Regions from separate parts of the Mus musculus genome. Here all the other regions are linked to region 5. Evidence: chromatin contacts called from public HiChIP or PLAC-seq, Micro-C and promoter capture Hi-C data. All regions are on one chromosome and are shown on one strand. Each heading gives the region's core, a stretch centred on a gene start, on an enhancer-like site or on the middle of the called end of the contact. The rest is flanking DNA. Distances are from core to core; before and after follow the strand shown. Region 1 has its middle 30 kb from the start of Abhd16b. Region 2 holds the start of Chrna4 (cholinergic receptor, nicotinic, alpha polypeptide 4). Region 3 holds the start of Eef1a2 (eukaryotic translation elongation factor 1 alpha 2). Region 4 holds the start of Kcnq2 (potassium voltage-gated channel, subfamily Q, member 2). Region 5 holds the start of Gmeb2 (glucocorticoid modulatory element binding protein 2).

Region 1 (2,700 bases), core at 194-2,693, 180 kb before region 5:
GTGCTATCTGCAGAACTATCGCCAGCCTGTGCAATGTGAGCTCTGAAGGTTGCAGCCTCTGGGGAGCAGTGGCTTTAAAGCCCCTATTGCCTGTTTGGAGCTACTAAGATGGAATTACAGCCCTAGACTGCATTGATGAGGGCAACAATGTATCCCTCCCCAAAGCCTGGTGAAGACCCCAGGTACCTCTGTGTCCCTGGGACAGCCAAGGCCTGTCAAGTTCAGGGAAAGACTGACTACTAGGGCTTCTGAGTGTGGTTGGTTAAGGCAAATATCCCTTTATAGAAGTGAAATGTCACAGACTACTGGGTAAAGGTAGAGAGGGTGTTTGGGAAGAAAGAAGGGAAAAGAAGACCATAGCAGTGACCTAGAGAAATGGCAAGTTGTGTGGAAAATCTACCTTAAGAGACAGTTCAATACAGTACAAGTGTGCCCAGCTGAGATGGAAGAACAGGGTTTTGCTTAGACTGTGGAAGGTTGGTGGACACCTGAGGGTAGGGTGGAAGCAGGTGAGTTCCTAACTTCTGCCAGAACCTTCCCAGGGCTGGTGGTTGGGGAAAGCTGCTTAAGAAACTTTCAGAGGAAGGGACTATGACAGGGTCCAGCTTCACACCACAGTCTAGTGAAGTTTGCCTTCACCCAAAGTACCTACTTGTTTCTGACTGCTTCACTGTGGCTGCTTCCTGCCCTGCGCTAGGTCTAGCCCAAAGGTCTGACTGATCTACCCTCTGCTTCTGCTCTGTTCTTTCCCTGTTTCTTCTCTTTGGTCTGCTGAGGCCTGACCCCTAACCTATTCTCTTGGTCTTGAACTCAGTACCTCTCCTTCCCCCAGCCCACGCTTAGCCAGGCACACAGCAGGTGTGGCTTCACTCCTTCCAGTGTGGTTGGAGATGCAAGGAACTCTGGAATGCTAAGCTCTGGCTCTGTAGCTGGTAGGTGGGAGGCAAGGCTTAGAGAGCAAGGGGCTGCCAGTTGGCTATAGCACTTTGGAAGAACGGTTGGGGGTGAGGGAGCACTTGGAATAGAGAAGGGGCGACAGTTGGCAATAGCAGCTGGAGTGGCAGTTGGGGCTTGGCAGGGGCACAAGCCTGGAGGACAGTTGGGGTGGGGCAGCCAGGGTTGGCTTGTAGCCCCTGGCCCTGGAGCAGCTCTGGAGGACAGTCTTGCAGGAGGGCAGGTCCAGATGGCTCTAGACCTGGCCAAGCGATGCCCAGGAAGCCCCTCCTATGGCCATGGATCGGTCTTTGCTGCAGACTCAGGCAGGCTTCAGCTCCACTGTGGGATCAGAATGATGTGTGGTGGGAGGTTCCCCAGCAGCCCCGATATCCTCAGCCTACAGCAGTAGCCTTTCTTCCCTTCAGCTCTTGGCCTCTCTAGATAGGGACTTCCAGCAGAGTCCTGGAGAGGGCTGGGACAGGTTCTGGGTGGTTTCTGGGAGAGGGCAGGACTCCCCGGGCTGTTGCCATGGGGACGACTGAGCAACACCACTGGCTGAAGGATAAACAGACAGCCTCTCTGACCAGTGACTGAGACAAAGACAGCCACAGAAAAGCCAGCTGGGGGTGGATGAGGAAATGCTGTCTTGGGAGAAGGTGCCTAGCAATGACAGGGTAGGTGGGTGCCCCCTCTATTAGATAGATATGTAAAGATATTTGCTGTTCTGGAATTTTCTTTTCCAAAGCTCCTCCCAAGCTACTCCTTACAAAGCAGACCTTGAGGCTAAATGCAAGTAAGTCCCTGATTTCTCTATTGTTTCACAGTTATTAGCCTGAGGTTGGACCCCTTCCTTCTCCTTTACCCCTTGAAAGCCACAGGGTGTGTTGTTGGAGGGCAGGTTGCCATGAAAGCAAGTGGCATGGAGGTCCCTAAGGTTTGCAGAGGACAGTGGGCTTGGCCAGCCACATGGCACTCTTAGTGGCTATCACGGTGGTGTCCCAGGGACCTAGGATAGAAGGGAGCATATTCTGAGGAGCCTTCTAATCTGAAAGCACATTCATAGCCTGATCAACTTCTGCACCCTTTTTCCTGGCCCCTAGCATCTCTGGCCTGTTGCTAATTCCCTTAGGATCTCCTCATACAGGTAACTGGGGGGGGGGGGTGACTTTTTTGTTGTTGTTACTATTTTTCAAGATAGGGTTTTACTAGATGACCCTGGCTGGTCTGGATCTCCTTCTGTAGACCAGGTTGCCTTTAAATTCCGAGATCCACCTGCTTCTGCTTCCCAAGTGCTGGGATTAAGAATATATGCTACCCCACCCGGCTTGACTTTCTTTAGAAAAACTGTGTATGTGCATGCATATGTACAGCTGGCTGCCCACTTAGGCTAGATGAGGGGGTTAGGTCCTCTGAAGCTAGAGTTACAGGCAGTTGTAAGCTACCCATCGTGGATGTTGAGAACCAAACTTAGGTCCTCTGCAAGAGCAGCAAGCGAACTATCTTTTGTTGTTGTTGTTGTTGGTTTTTGAGACAAGGTTTCTTTGCATAGCCTTGGCTGTCCTGGAACTAGCTCTAGACCAGGCTGGCCTCAAACTCATGGAGATCTACTTACCTCTGTCTTCTGAGTGCTGGAATTAAAGGTGTGAACACTTTTATAAAACACTAAACTGTCTCTCCAGCCCATGGGGGGTGACTATGGAATGACTCCAATGGATGGCATGGACCCTTGGTGGCTGCAGGGCCCTGACCACCTGTCTCTTCACA
Region 2 (2,700 bases), core at 78-2,577, 250 kb after region 5:
CAGGTATGTGACATATGTATTCACTGTAGGCCAGCAGGCAAGAGAGCTAGGTACACTACTGTTGGAGGGGCATACAGAGGAGGGGGGTGGAGCAAGGTAGGGAGATGGGAAAGAGGAGGGTAGGCATGGGAGCCCTGTACTGTTGGGGTTGGGGGGTCGGTACGGAAGGTCAAAGGGACAGTCAACCTCAGAGCCACCATGTCTGGGAACAGAGAGGTATGTGCTATAGGGACAGGGACAGCACTTTCTTGCCTTCAACTTCAGGATTGTCTCCATCTTGGGGCTTGGAGTCAACGGCAGAGTCTCTGGGACAAGGCATGGTTGGGATCTGGCTTTTGGTGTTGGACAGGGTTTCTTTCTTCTTGGGAACCCGTTGTCTCTCCTTCCATCACCTGCTGCTTAGATGCCCCCTCCCTCTCGCACCTCCCCCCCAGCCTCCCCCCCGCCCCCCCGCGTGCCACCAAAGCACTCTAGGAACCAAAGTACTCGAGCACCTTCTCCTTAGTGGCATCCCTCAGGACCATCCCTAGCACCCTACAGCTTGTCTCCAAGCACCTCTCCTCTCTGGCCAGTAGCTCGCTGCCCACAGAGCTGGGGTAGGGAACTGCTTTCATGCTGACAGTTTACCGAGAAGGCAGGGGCAGAGAATCTGCACGCTTAAAAAGGACAAAGATGGACCTTGGTCCCTAGCTGGCCCTGCGAAGGTCTGGATACCAGGTTCTTCTCACTAAAAAGGTGACACGGGGCCTGGGCGTCACAGGATGATTCTTGGACTTGCGGTGCAGGAGGAGGGCGGAAGGCTGATGGGGAGTGGGTTCTTTCCTCTCAGGGTTGGGCTAAGGAAGGAGACTTGTTATTTCTAAAATGCAAACAGTCACGCCAAGGAGGGGTGAAGTGATGGAGTTAGCCAGTGCCCAACAGGGCGCCCTCCTCGCGCGCACAGTCCCTGAATGCGCACCCGCAGTCTTCACGCTGCCGGCAGGGTTAGGGCTGGAGACCAGGGTTAGGGGCTCATTTCCAAAAGGCGCCGAGATGACTGGAATGACCACGGAGTCCCCAGCCCCTCCCGGCATGTCGGGAGCCTCAGGAGGACAAGGAAACTTTACCCCCACAAGGGGCAGAGCACGGCCTCCACATACCCTCGGGGCCCGGTCCGCCCCCTCCTCCCGCTCTCTCCCTCCTCCCTTCAGTCCCTCCCCCTCCTCCCCTCTCGCCGGCGGCTGGAGGCTGCAGGTCCGGGCGGGGCCGCGCCGCGGAGCCCACAACCTCGAGCTCCCGCCCCGCCGCCGCACCCCGCGGGACGAGCTGCGGAGCCCGGTTTGGGGACGAGCGGCCGCGACACGGGGCATGAAGTTGGGTGCGCGCGGGTCTCGGAGCGGAGGCGCGGTACTGCCGGGAGCCGCCCTCGTCTAGAGCCCGTTCTGTGAGCCATGGAGATCGGGGGCTCCGGGGCGCCGCCGCCGCTGCTGCTCCTGCCGCTCCTGCTGCTCTTAGGGACCGGCCTCTTGCCTGGTAAGTTTCGAAACGCGAAACGGGCCTTTTTCTCCCGGGTCCTGGCACCTAGGACTCCGGGGCTAGGGGAGAGGAGGCCCGGGGCTGCGGTTCCAAGCCGCGGGTGCGAGCAACGGGATAGCCACAGAGACTCCTCCACCCACTACAGCTTCGATGTCCTGCAGTGCTAGCTGAGCCAGAGAGGAAGGAATCAGCCTCCAAGTGCTGGGAGAGGGGGTTTGAGTAAAGGCGGGGGGGGGGGTGGTCTGACTGCATTTCGGAGCTGGAATCAGAACCTCCAAGTAGGATAGAGGTGGAGTCCACCTAGGAGGGAGGTTCCATCCAGCCAAATCTCGCCTTCAGACCGCCCCCATGTCTGTCCCTGTTTTCAGGGATCTACCCCTACCACCCCCCGGAGTTCCACCCTACCCTTTCTGCTCCCCCAGGCTTCCTCCACCTCTCTTCCTCTGAGCGGACACCTTTCACTCTAACCCGTGATGGGGCTTCCTGCAGTTATTTAATCCTGGCCTTCCCACTGAGCAGAGGGGTTATGCCTTACTGGTCGGTTCAAGACACCAGGAAGAATGAGGTTGAGGTGGGGAGGCTGGGGGGGGGGGGACTCTAGGAGTCCTCTCCTAAGGAGTTCCCATGTCTCTCAGGTGAGCAAGAGCCAGTAGACAGCAGAGGCTCCCCTCTTTCTTCCCAACCCCCTCTTTTGATGCAGCAACCCAGCAAATGGAGGTAGGGAGGCCCCCTAGCCACGTAGGGGGCCAATGGAGAGGACACAGATGGGCTGCTGGCTGGTGGAATGAGGGGGCACCCTCTTCATGAAGCAGTGTGGCGCTTATCCATGGAATCTTATATCCGTCTATGAACACAAGGTCCTGGCAGCCCCGAGGCTCTGCGTTCATTGTCAGGCTGTACCCTAGAAGCCCAGGCAGCAGGACCACTCCTGTGGACAGAGGCTCAAGCTCCTGCAGCCATGAGATGTGGTGCACAGTCCTCTTTCATTCACCACCACCACCCATCCTAGCTGCCCCATACACCTTCTGCCACCCAGCCCCACCCCCCAACCCCTGCTGTCCCTTTACATCCTTTGTCTCTGCCGGTCACTGGAGATAGGGCACTTCCATCCAAAGTGATTGTCTGCAGGGGAGCTCTACCCCATTAATTCAGTGTTCACTATGTCAGTTGTCTTGTTTTCCTGGT
Region 3 (2,700 bases), core at 178-2,677, 130 kb after region 5:
TTGACCTGCCTCCTGTAGGTCAATGTATAGGTGTTTCAGGCAGGACATGACCTCTGGTCATTAGGGGTCAGTCCTCTAGATGGGTAAGCTCCTGGCCTTGGGCCTTGCTGGCTCACTGCTGCCCAGATAGACAGAGGAGGCGACTCCAAAGCTAAGGACTAATAGCTATTCACAAAGATGCTGGGTTTTGGACCTCATTATTGAGCCCACTCTACCTCCTGATTTCGAAACCAGGCCCAGTCATCTCCATGCAAGAAGGAAGGCATTCAGGGAGAGATGAGTTGGACAAGTGGGTGGAGTAAATGCTAATGTCTTGCCAGGCGTTTATTTTTAATTCCTGGCTCCCAGTTGACGGTCTCAGCAGTCTTCAAAAGTGCCAAGTCATCTGAGAGCCCTGCCTAGCCTCTGGCTGCCCTCTGCTAGACAGACCCTCATTAGGCTTCACCTTACTCTCTCTTCATACTTGATAGCTGCCCTAATTGGGCACCCATCTCCAGGGTCCCCTAACAGGCGCTCTCAGTAGGAGGTGCTGGGCCCTGACCTGGGCCTTCTATGTCTAGATCTACTCTACACCAGGGTAGAAGGAATAGGCACAGGCCTGCTGTCAGTCAGCATAAATACTCAAGGAACCTTTGCTTCCTACTTGCAACCACAAAGACTGGTTGGGTTAGGACAGGTGGCAGTATTGGAAAACGGGAATGTCTGGGTCAAATGACAAGATAGGCACCTCTGAAGAAGCCCCTGGTGATACACGGTGGCCACAACCCCCTTAAGGTCTATTTGGGATATCCTAATCTTTCTAGAAATCTCAAGGGCTCCCTGCTTCCTACCAATGGAGCCTGAAGGAGAGTGGGGATCTGAACCCTGTTTGGATGTTCTTGGTGACCTTAGCTAAGACCATCTGAGAACGGGCTTTGTAAATTCCCTACACCTAAGGGAATAGGTAGACAAAAACCTCTTTCCAGGGCTTCATAAGAAGGTTGGGCTGCGGGCTGGACTGGCTGATTGCCTCAAGGGCCTGTCATGTAGGGTCCATGTGAGTAAGCACTTGTGCTAGGGGTGGTGGGGATCGTGGAAAACCTCTGGAAACTGAGCTTCATGTTCACCGGGACTCAACCATGAGCAGGGCCAGCAATGGATGCCCACATCAAGGCTTGCAGGGATCTTGACCTGGGCTTGGGCCTCTTCTCTCCTAGTCTACTTGCTGGTTCCCTATTGTGTTCCACCTTCCTGGGGACATCTTTATGTTGGATGTACCTTTTTTTTCCCCCCTGCTCTCCAGCAACCACTGTCTCTGCTACCCCAGTTCTCTCTACTGTTTCTTTCGCTTCTCTCCATCCCTGCCCCTCCTTTCCTGGCTCTGTTTCCCTGCCCCCACCTCTGCGCGCTGCACCGCCCTTTTGCCTGTTTTTCTCTCCTGGTCTGCGTTCTCGCTCACTGGTTCTCTCCCTCGCTCCGGTGCATCATTGCAGCTGCGTCCTCTCGGATCCTCATTACGCCGGCCCGCGTCCGTGGGTGCGCGGCCCCTGCGTCCACGCATCTTTCGCATCCCATCTGCCAGCCGCTCGGCGCCCGCCTCCCCCCTCCGGTACCGCATTGCCGTACTGCAGGGGCGCAGTGCATTGCGCCGGCACCGTCAATAGGTGGACCCCCTCCTGGAGAGATAAAACCGCCGGCGCCGGCGCCACCAGTCCTTCTGACTGAGTCCTCGGCTCTGGGTAAGGACGCACATCCCGGTCTGAGACCCTTGCTTAGGTTTTCAATCAGGGTTCGCTTCTCTGGGAACCCAGCCCGGGGAAGAGGGGAATATGCGGCACCTAGCTGGGCTGCACCCCTGGGCTGGGGGTGGAGGGAGGCTGTCTCTAGACTGGGCATGGTGGGTCCCCGTGGCAGTCGGGTAGTGAGTCCCTTAGGCAATTGTGACAGTGGAGGGGGGCCTTCTCCTGAAACCTGCCATCATGCTGTCACCTTGACCTTGGGGCTTGTCTGGGCTCTGCTGGGCTTGACAGGCTGGTCGGTGAAAGTGCTGGCGCGGTGGTTTGGGGCCCTGGGGATGTCCGTGATTTGTCAGAGTAGGGCGGGGGAGGTGGTGAAATCTGAGGACCCCTATCGCGTCCTATGTGGCTCCCACCCTCGGATGCACCCCCCACCCCAACAGGCCTGAGCTTCTCGGTTGACCTCTGAGATGCGCGGGTACTGAGACACAGGACCTGGACTGGATAGTAGGGGAGAGGGTCAGGGCATCTCTGAGGGCACTTGCTGAGCTGGGCCAGGTGGGATTTTTATTTCTCTGGCTAGAACAGGACATTCACCTCTCGGCCCTCATGGCTGCCCCTTGCCTGTGGGGAGGGCCTGAGCTATTCTGGGCCTATGCCTGGGTACCATCCAGCTGTCTCCTCTGCCAGCCTGTGGGCAGAGGGAGGAAGATGGCGCCCTTGCCCGTGGAGGGGCTGAGGAGTGCTGGCCTTCTCTTCATGGTGGCAGCAGATGGGGGTAGGGCAGTGTCCCTCCCTGGTGTGTGTGTGTGTGTGTGTGTGTGTGTGTGAAGGGGGGGGTGGCATCGAGGACAGGAAGGACAATGCACCCTAGAGCTGGGCACAGTGACTCATCACAGGGCTCCTGGCTGCTCCAGAGCTTCACTCAGTCTGCTGCTCTGTGATGTCCAGACCTGATTAACCCTTCCCTAAGGAATTTGCCTCC
Region 4 (2,700 bases), core at 161-2,660, 150 kb after region 5:
TGAAATGTGGTAAAGCTGTTGGTACAAATAACATAGGTAGAGAGCAGAGCTCTTGGGAATGCAGAGATCTCTACACCAACTTTACTCTCCCATGAACTTTCCCAGTGTTGTGTGTGTGTGTGTCATACTCTACAGTACCAGAAAGTTTGTGGGCTCATAACGACTTCAAGGGTGTGTCCCCATTTTCCCCCCAAAAGAGAAGATGAGTAAGTTTGTATCTGTTGGTGTTATGGAACTCTAGAGAACCTTGACCTTTGCCTTCCTTTCAGTGCCTCCTCTTGGAACACATTTCCTTCCTAGGGAACCAGAACCTTTTATCCCTCAGGGCTCTGACTCACCCCATCCCCAGACAAAATTTCTGTGTGTTCTGGCTGTCCTGGGACTCTCTCTGTAGACTTGGCTGGCCTCAATCTCACAGAGGTCTGCCTGCCTCTGCCTCCCAAGTGCTAGGATTAAAGGTTTGCAGCACCACTGCCCGGTTTGGGCTCTGATTGTCCCAGGAGGGTGGATAGAATGAGCTAGGCTCTTCCCAGTTGCCATCTACGATCTGTAATCACTTATTTAGTTATTTTAAAAATACTATTTTGAGATTTGTTTATTTTTACGTTATGTTTAGTGGGTATGTTTTGCCTGCGTGTATGTATGAGTACCACAAGCTTTCAGTGCTCAAGAAGGCCACAAGAGGTCTTTGCATTCTCTGGTATTGGAGTTAAGTTCCTAATGTCATGTGGGTACTGGGAACCAAACCCAGGTCTTTTCAAAGAACAGTCAGTGCTCTTAACTACTGAGCTATCTCTCCAACCTGACTTATAAAACTTACAGTTCTTTTACAGAGACTTGAATGGAAGATGACCCAGAGGTGATGGTAAAGCCAGCCCGTGCAAGGAGTGGGCAGCACTTCCCTCCCCCCACCCCACCCACAAACACCTTGTACCTAAGGCCTCTTCTGACTGGGTGGGCCAGGCTGGTGCCTCCTCCATAACCATGTACAGTTGGCTCAGTAAGCCTGGAGGTGGGCAAGGATTCTGCTCTAGGCACTGCTCTGGTTACCCTTAGAGAGCCTGTACAAATTTCCCTGCACACCCAGAGGAAGTGCTGGGCCTTCCTCATGTCTGGCCCTCTTGATGCTAAGAGCCAAGATCCTTGTGGGCTGAATCTTTAACACCGAACTTGACAATGGCCAGGATCCTTCCAAAGGTGTCCACTTGCCGACTCCAGGTCAACTCTGGTGCTTTGCCCTCTCAGCGGTGACGGCAGGGCTGGACTCCCCCTCAAGGATTACCGGGCTAGGAGAGCAGGAAGGGTTGTCCTGTGAGGCAGTACACCTGGACCAGCTCTCCCTGCCTGCCACTACAATGGCGTCGTAGGGGTTAAGGCGGGCGGGGCGGGGCGGCGGGAGGAGCCCTCGCGGAAGCCGGCCAGGCACCGAGGCGCGCGCGGAGCCGGGTGGCCGCAGCGTCCCCGCGCGCGGCCGGGCCAGGTAGGAACGCAGAGCCGCAGCCGCCTCGCCATGCGGCTGCCGGACCGGAGGCCTGGGCTGGGGCCCGCGCCACCCCCCGCGCGCCGCCCCCGCTGAGCCCGCGCCCGATAGGGCGCCGCAGGCACCATGGTGCAGAAGTCGCGCAACGGTGGCGTGTACCCCGGCACCAGCGGGGAAAAGAAGCTCAAGGTGGGCTTCGTGGGGCTGGACCCCGGCGCGCCCGACTCCACACGCGACGGCGCGCTACTCATCGCGGGCTCCGAGGCCCCCAAGCGCGGCAGCGTTTTGAGCAAGCCGCGGACGGGCGGCGCGGGAGCCGGGAAGCCCCCGAAGCGCAACGCCTTCTACCGCAAGCTGCAGAATTTCCTCTACAACGTGCTAGAGCGGCCCCGCGGCTGGGCGTTCATCTACCACGCCTACGTGTAAGTGGCCCGCGATGTGGTGAGCGGTGGGCCTGGCGAAACCCTGGCCGGGCCGCGGGTTGATAGCAGGCGCAGCTGCGGTGGACTGAGGGGCCCTGGTGTGCGTGTCCGCGCGCGCGCCTGGTTCGCGTCGTGGGCGTGGGGTTTGGGTCGTGGCATTGCAGTCTCGGGTTAAAGCAAAGGATAGGGATTGGAGAGTGACTTTGGAGATCATTCTGTAGTCAGGGACTGTTTTATTTGGGGAGGGGGAGGGTTACGGCCGCCAGGCTGGGTTGTACCAGCCCTTCCCCCGCAGGACGGGATGTACTGGCGCCCCAGCCCCCCTCAGCCCGAGAGGCCCCTCCCCACGGCCCGCAGCGCGGAACAAAGGGCCGCCTAGGAGGGAGGGCGGCTCAGCTCTAGGTCTGAACTCATTCGCCCCTCTGCATCCCCGTGGGTTCTCTCCGACATCCAAGTAGGGGCAATGCAGAAGATTGGCCTCATCTCAGTCATCCTCCTAACCTCTTGCTACCTCTCTGAGCTTCCGGGTTGCAGAAATGGGGAGGGGACATAACATCCCATCACCTCAGCCCTGGCTGAGGGCAGTTGCCTGTACTCATCTCCGGAGGCCCACTCTCCTGTTCTCTACACTCTAAGTAGTCCCTTTGTACCTGCTGATGATCTCGCTACACATTCTGGGCTTTAGATCCTTGAGAGACTATTATCCCCCAGTACTGCCAGCTTTGGGCCTGGAAGGGGCTGCTCCTGTCCCCAAGTCTGGGACTCCTTCTGGGGCAGAGCCAGAAAGAGTCGAACCTG
Region 5 (2,700 bases), core at 108-2,607:
ATTTGATCTCATTAGCATTTATTTTTGCAATGACAAACTCACATAACCAAAACAAACAGCAATGACAAAGACTTCCTCATCTCCTTCAGAGTGAAAGTGCAAGTCTCTTATTTACAGTGTTAATTACGTGAAAATGTTGCTTGTTAGTTTCCCATTCTAGCTGCCACCCTGTTAACAGTGAACTCTTGTTCCCGTCCAAGCAGACATCCATTTCTACTCTAAGGATTCTAAGATGGGCAGAGCAGGGATCCTGAAGCCCTTAATTCTAGTGATCACATTCTGAGAGCTGGCTTGGCACTTAGAATTGGCTGTCTTCAGCTGCTTGAAAGCAAGGGGTGGTGGGGAAGGTAAGGGTTTTACTGCCAAGACTACAATGTCTAACAGGGTGCCCAGGCTCCACCAGGGCCAAGATAAACAAGTCTCATTTTGACAGGACCTGATGTTACCTTTGAACCACACAAGAACTGCTTGTCTTTGGCTTTCAACTGTAAGGAACTTAATAAATGTTGGTTACCTTAAATACGCGACCTTCCCTACAAGTTAGAAAAATAAAAGAAATTCTTCGGGCACCCAAGGCCCTCCATGAGACTTTTATGGCTCCAAGATACTTAAGACACTTAACTTTTTGTCTTATTTATTTATTTATTTTCAGAGCTGAGGTCCAAACCCAGGGCCTTGTGCTTGCCAGGCAAGCGCTCTACCACTGAGCTAAATCCCCAACCCCGACACTTAACTTTTAAATTTCATTTAAAACTTTAAATAATGGGCCGGGCATGGTGATACACACTTTAATCTCAGAACTCGGGGCTCTTTGAGTTCCAAGTCAGTCTGATCTACATAGCGAGTCCGTTTAAAAAAAAAAAAGTTTAAATCATGTTGGACTACCCGCTGCAATGTCAGTTGGTCAACTTCGTGAAAACACCGCTCCGCACTGAGTAGTTTGAAAAAGCAAATTCGCAATGCCTTCAATTTTAAAAAAAAGAAACACGATTCTGTCAGAAATGGTTAAGAACGTCCGCACATGAGTTTTAGGACAGTGTCACTGCAAGGCCGAGGCTGGGTTGCAAAGCACACACCTGGGATACTCGGTTCCCTAGTGGAGCCCAAACGCCAGGACTACAAACCTCGGCCTGAACCACAGAACACCTAATTGGGCAGGCACGCAGACCACACGCGCAGGCGCACAAGAGTCCTACGGGGGCAGTATCTCACCACACTGTTCGCTTCCGCGCTGGGCGCCAAATAAGTCTCCAGGCCCGCCCGGCCCGTGCGTGCGCGGCCTCGGTGTTGCGTCACTAGGAAGCGCGCGCCCGAGCCGCCGCCGCCGCCGCCGCCGCCGCCGAATCCCCAACAAGGAGCGAAGGCTGCGGCCGCCACCGCCACCACCCGCCGCCGCACCCGTCACAGCCGGGCGCCGGAGCAGGCCCGTGTGGGCCCAGGTAAGCGGCATCGGCGCGCCCGCGCACCCCCGCGGCGAGGCTTCTCGCGCCGCTCACGCGCCGCCGTCCAGTCAGGGGTCCCTGCGGAGCGTCAGGACGTTACGGCGGGGGGAGGGGAGGCCGGGGGAGGGGCGGCGGGCGCGCGAGGGCGGCGGCGGCGTCAGGCGCGGCGGCGTCAGGCTGGCGGGCGGGCGCGGGCGCCTGGCGGGAGGGCTCGCGAAGGCGGCTCGCTTCCGGCCTCCATCTTGGCCTCGCCAGAGGCAGGGTCGGGTCGTCCGTGAAAGCCGAGGCGGAAGGGGCTGGAGGAGTGGGGAGCGGTTAGGCGGGAGTGGTGGTGTTTGGGACCCATCGGTGGGCACCAGATGGGTCGGGTTCCTGAGGGCGGGTGGAAAGATTGGGAACGACTCATGGGTGGGACCCGTATTGCTGAACCCCTGGCTTGGAACTGAATCTAGAGGCCAGGATCATCAGGATAGGTACTTGATATCAGTGGAACCATGTCAGGGTGGACCTGTCAGATGGGAACCACGTTGATGGGGACCCATTTGTAGAACTGTGTGGTTGGAGGGAATTATTTTGAGTGGATAATCTTATTGCTGGGAACCGAATCGGTTGGCCCAGTTTTAGTCACGATTGGTGACATTTTTAGGTATTTAGTTGGTTACTTCACTGCTGAGCCAATGTTCTCTGTCTTGAAAACATTTCAAACCCAACAGTTTCAAATTATCATTCTTAATAAGTTAAAATTAAATCGATAATATGACTACCTGTCTAGTTTGTTTCTTCATAGGAAATATGGAAAGCTTTCTGGGAAGACATCCTGGAGTACACATACATACATACCATTTGGATATAAAATGGAGAGTGCCAAGAACAAACATGTCAGTGTATGTGCGTATGTGACTGAGAAAAACAAACCTAGGCCATAGATTAACCCACTTTGTGACCTACCTGAAAAGATATTTAGGTGTCCCTTCTGTGCCAGGAGACCAACTCATGGAATGGGCCTGCCTTATGGTAAGGTTTACTAGTCCCTACATTTCATCTTCCCTCCTCCCTGCCTTCCTAGACAGTCTTAGTATCTAGACTGAGGCCATAATCCGAGCATGTGGGAAACAGATGCAGATGTTGTTGAAGGTCAGCCTGGTCTACAGAATGAGTTCCAAGACATACAGAATGACAAAAGGAGAGAGGGGAAAAAATATTTAAGACTGACCTGGAACTAACCTAGGACTTTATTTATTTATTTATTTAGAGACAG

What was found. Promoter capture Hi-C pulls out the DNA fragments that hold promoters and counts their contacts. Hi-C and Micro-C count contacts between places; a contact is called where the count stands out from the background. HiChIP or PLAC-seq counts read pairs in DNA pulled down with a chosen protein or histone mark.
Region 1: a Micro-C map of muscle stem cells shows a contact between it and region 5, with 4 times the contacts expected there. The contact joins the enhancer-like site here to the promoter of Gmeb2 in region 5. A contact is called at or near these places in 5 of 484 Hi-C or Micro-C datasets (embryonic stem cells and muscle stem cells), 3 of 115 datasets of contacts at active chromatin or transcription factors (embryonic stem cells, epiblast stem cells and extraembryonic endoderm stem cells) and 2 of 9 other capture datasets (adipose tissue and pancreatic islet).
Region 2: an H3K27ac HiChIP or PLAC-seq map of embryonic stem cells shows a contact between it and region 5, with 5 read pairs. The contact joins the promoter of Chrna4 here to the promoter of Gmeb2 in region 5. A contact is called at or near these places in 1 of 39 promoter capture datasets (liver), 1 of 115 datasets of contacts at active chromatin or transcription factors (embryonic stem cells) and 1 of 9 other capture datasets (liver).
Region 3: a contact with region 5 is called in an H3K27ac HiChIP or PLAC-seq map of epiblast stem cells. The contact joins the promoter of Eef1a2 here to the promoter of Gmeb2 in region 5. A contact is called at or near these places in 3 of 39 promoter capture datasets (embryonic stem cells and hippocampal neurons), 1 of 484 Hi-C or Micro-C datasets (cerebral cortex), 6 of 115 datasets of contacts at active chromatin or transcription factors (SST interneurons, embryonic stem cells, epiblast stem cells and 1 more) and 3 of 9 other capture datasets (adipose tissue, liver and pancreatic islet).
Region 4: a promoter capture Hi-C map of embryonic stem cells shows a contact between it and region 5, with 2.7 times the contacts expected there. The contact joins the promoter of Kcnq2 here to the promoter of Gmeb2 in region 5. A contact is called at or near these places in 6 of 39 promoter capture datasets (the 3T3-L1 cell line, cranial neural crest, embryonic stem cells and 3 more), 2 of 115 datasets of contacts at active chromatin or transcription factors (both in embryonic stem cells) and 1 of 9 other capture datasets (macrophages).

What each region holds. Positions count from the first base shown.
Region 1 is chr2:181,461,949-181,464,648 of GRCm38.p6, reverse strand. It overlaps a transcript of Zbtb46 not described here. Among named protein-coding and RNA genes, the nearest start is that of Abhd16b, 30 kb to the left of the region's middle. Within about 2 kb of position 1,443, at least 59 of the 459 cell types and tissues checked have an H3K27ac peak or open chromatin away from gene starts, as enhancers often do. A contact at or near this core is called in epiblast stem cells and muscle stem cells, where this site is marked.
Region 2 is chr2:181,037,804-181,040,503 of GRCm38.p6, reverse strand. Chrna4 (cholinergic receptor, nicotinic, alpha polypeptide 4) reads left to right here and starts at 1,327. Exons shown (of 6, transcript NM_015730.5): 1 at 1,327-1,512. The coding sequence starts at 1,431.
Region 3 is chr2:181,155,742-181,158,441 of GRCm38.p6, reverse strand. Eef1a2 (eukaryotic translation elongation factor 1 alpha 2) reads left to right here and starts at 1,427. Exons shown (of 8, transcript NM_007906.3): 1 at 1,427-1,718.
Region 4 is chr2:181,133,999-181,136,698 of GRCm38.p6, reverse strand. It overlaps Kcnq2 (potassium voltage-gated channel, subfamily Q, member 2), which reads left to right and starts at 1,410. Exons shown (of 17, transcript NM_010611.3): 1 at 1,410-1,902. The coding sequence starts at 1,607.
Region 5 is chr2:181,286,623-181,289,322 of GRCm38.p6, reverse strand. It overlaps Gmeb2 (glucocorticoid modulatory element binding protein 2), which reads left to right and starts at 1,357. Exons shown (of 10, transcript NM_198169.2): 1 at 1,357-1,439.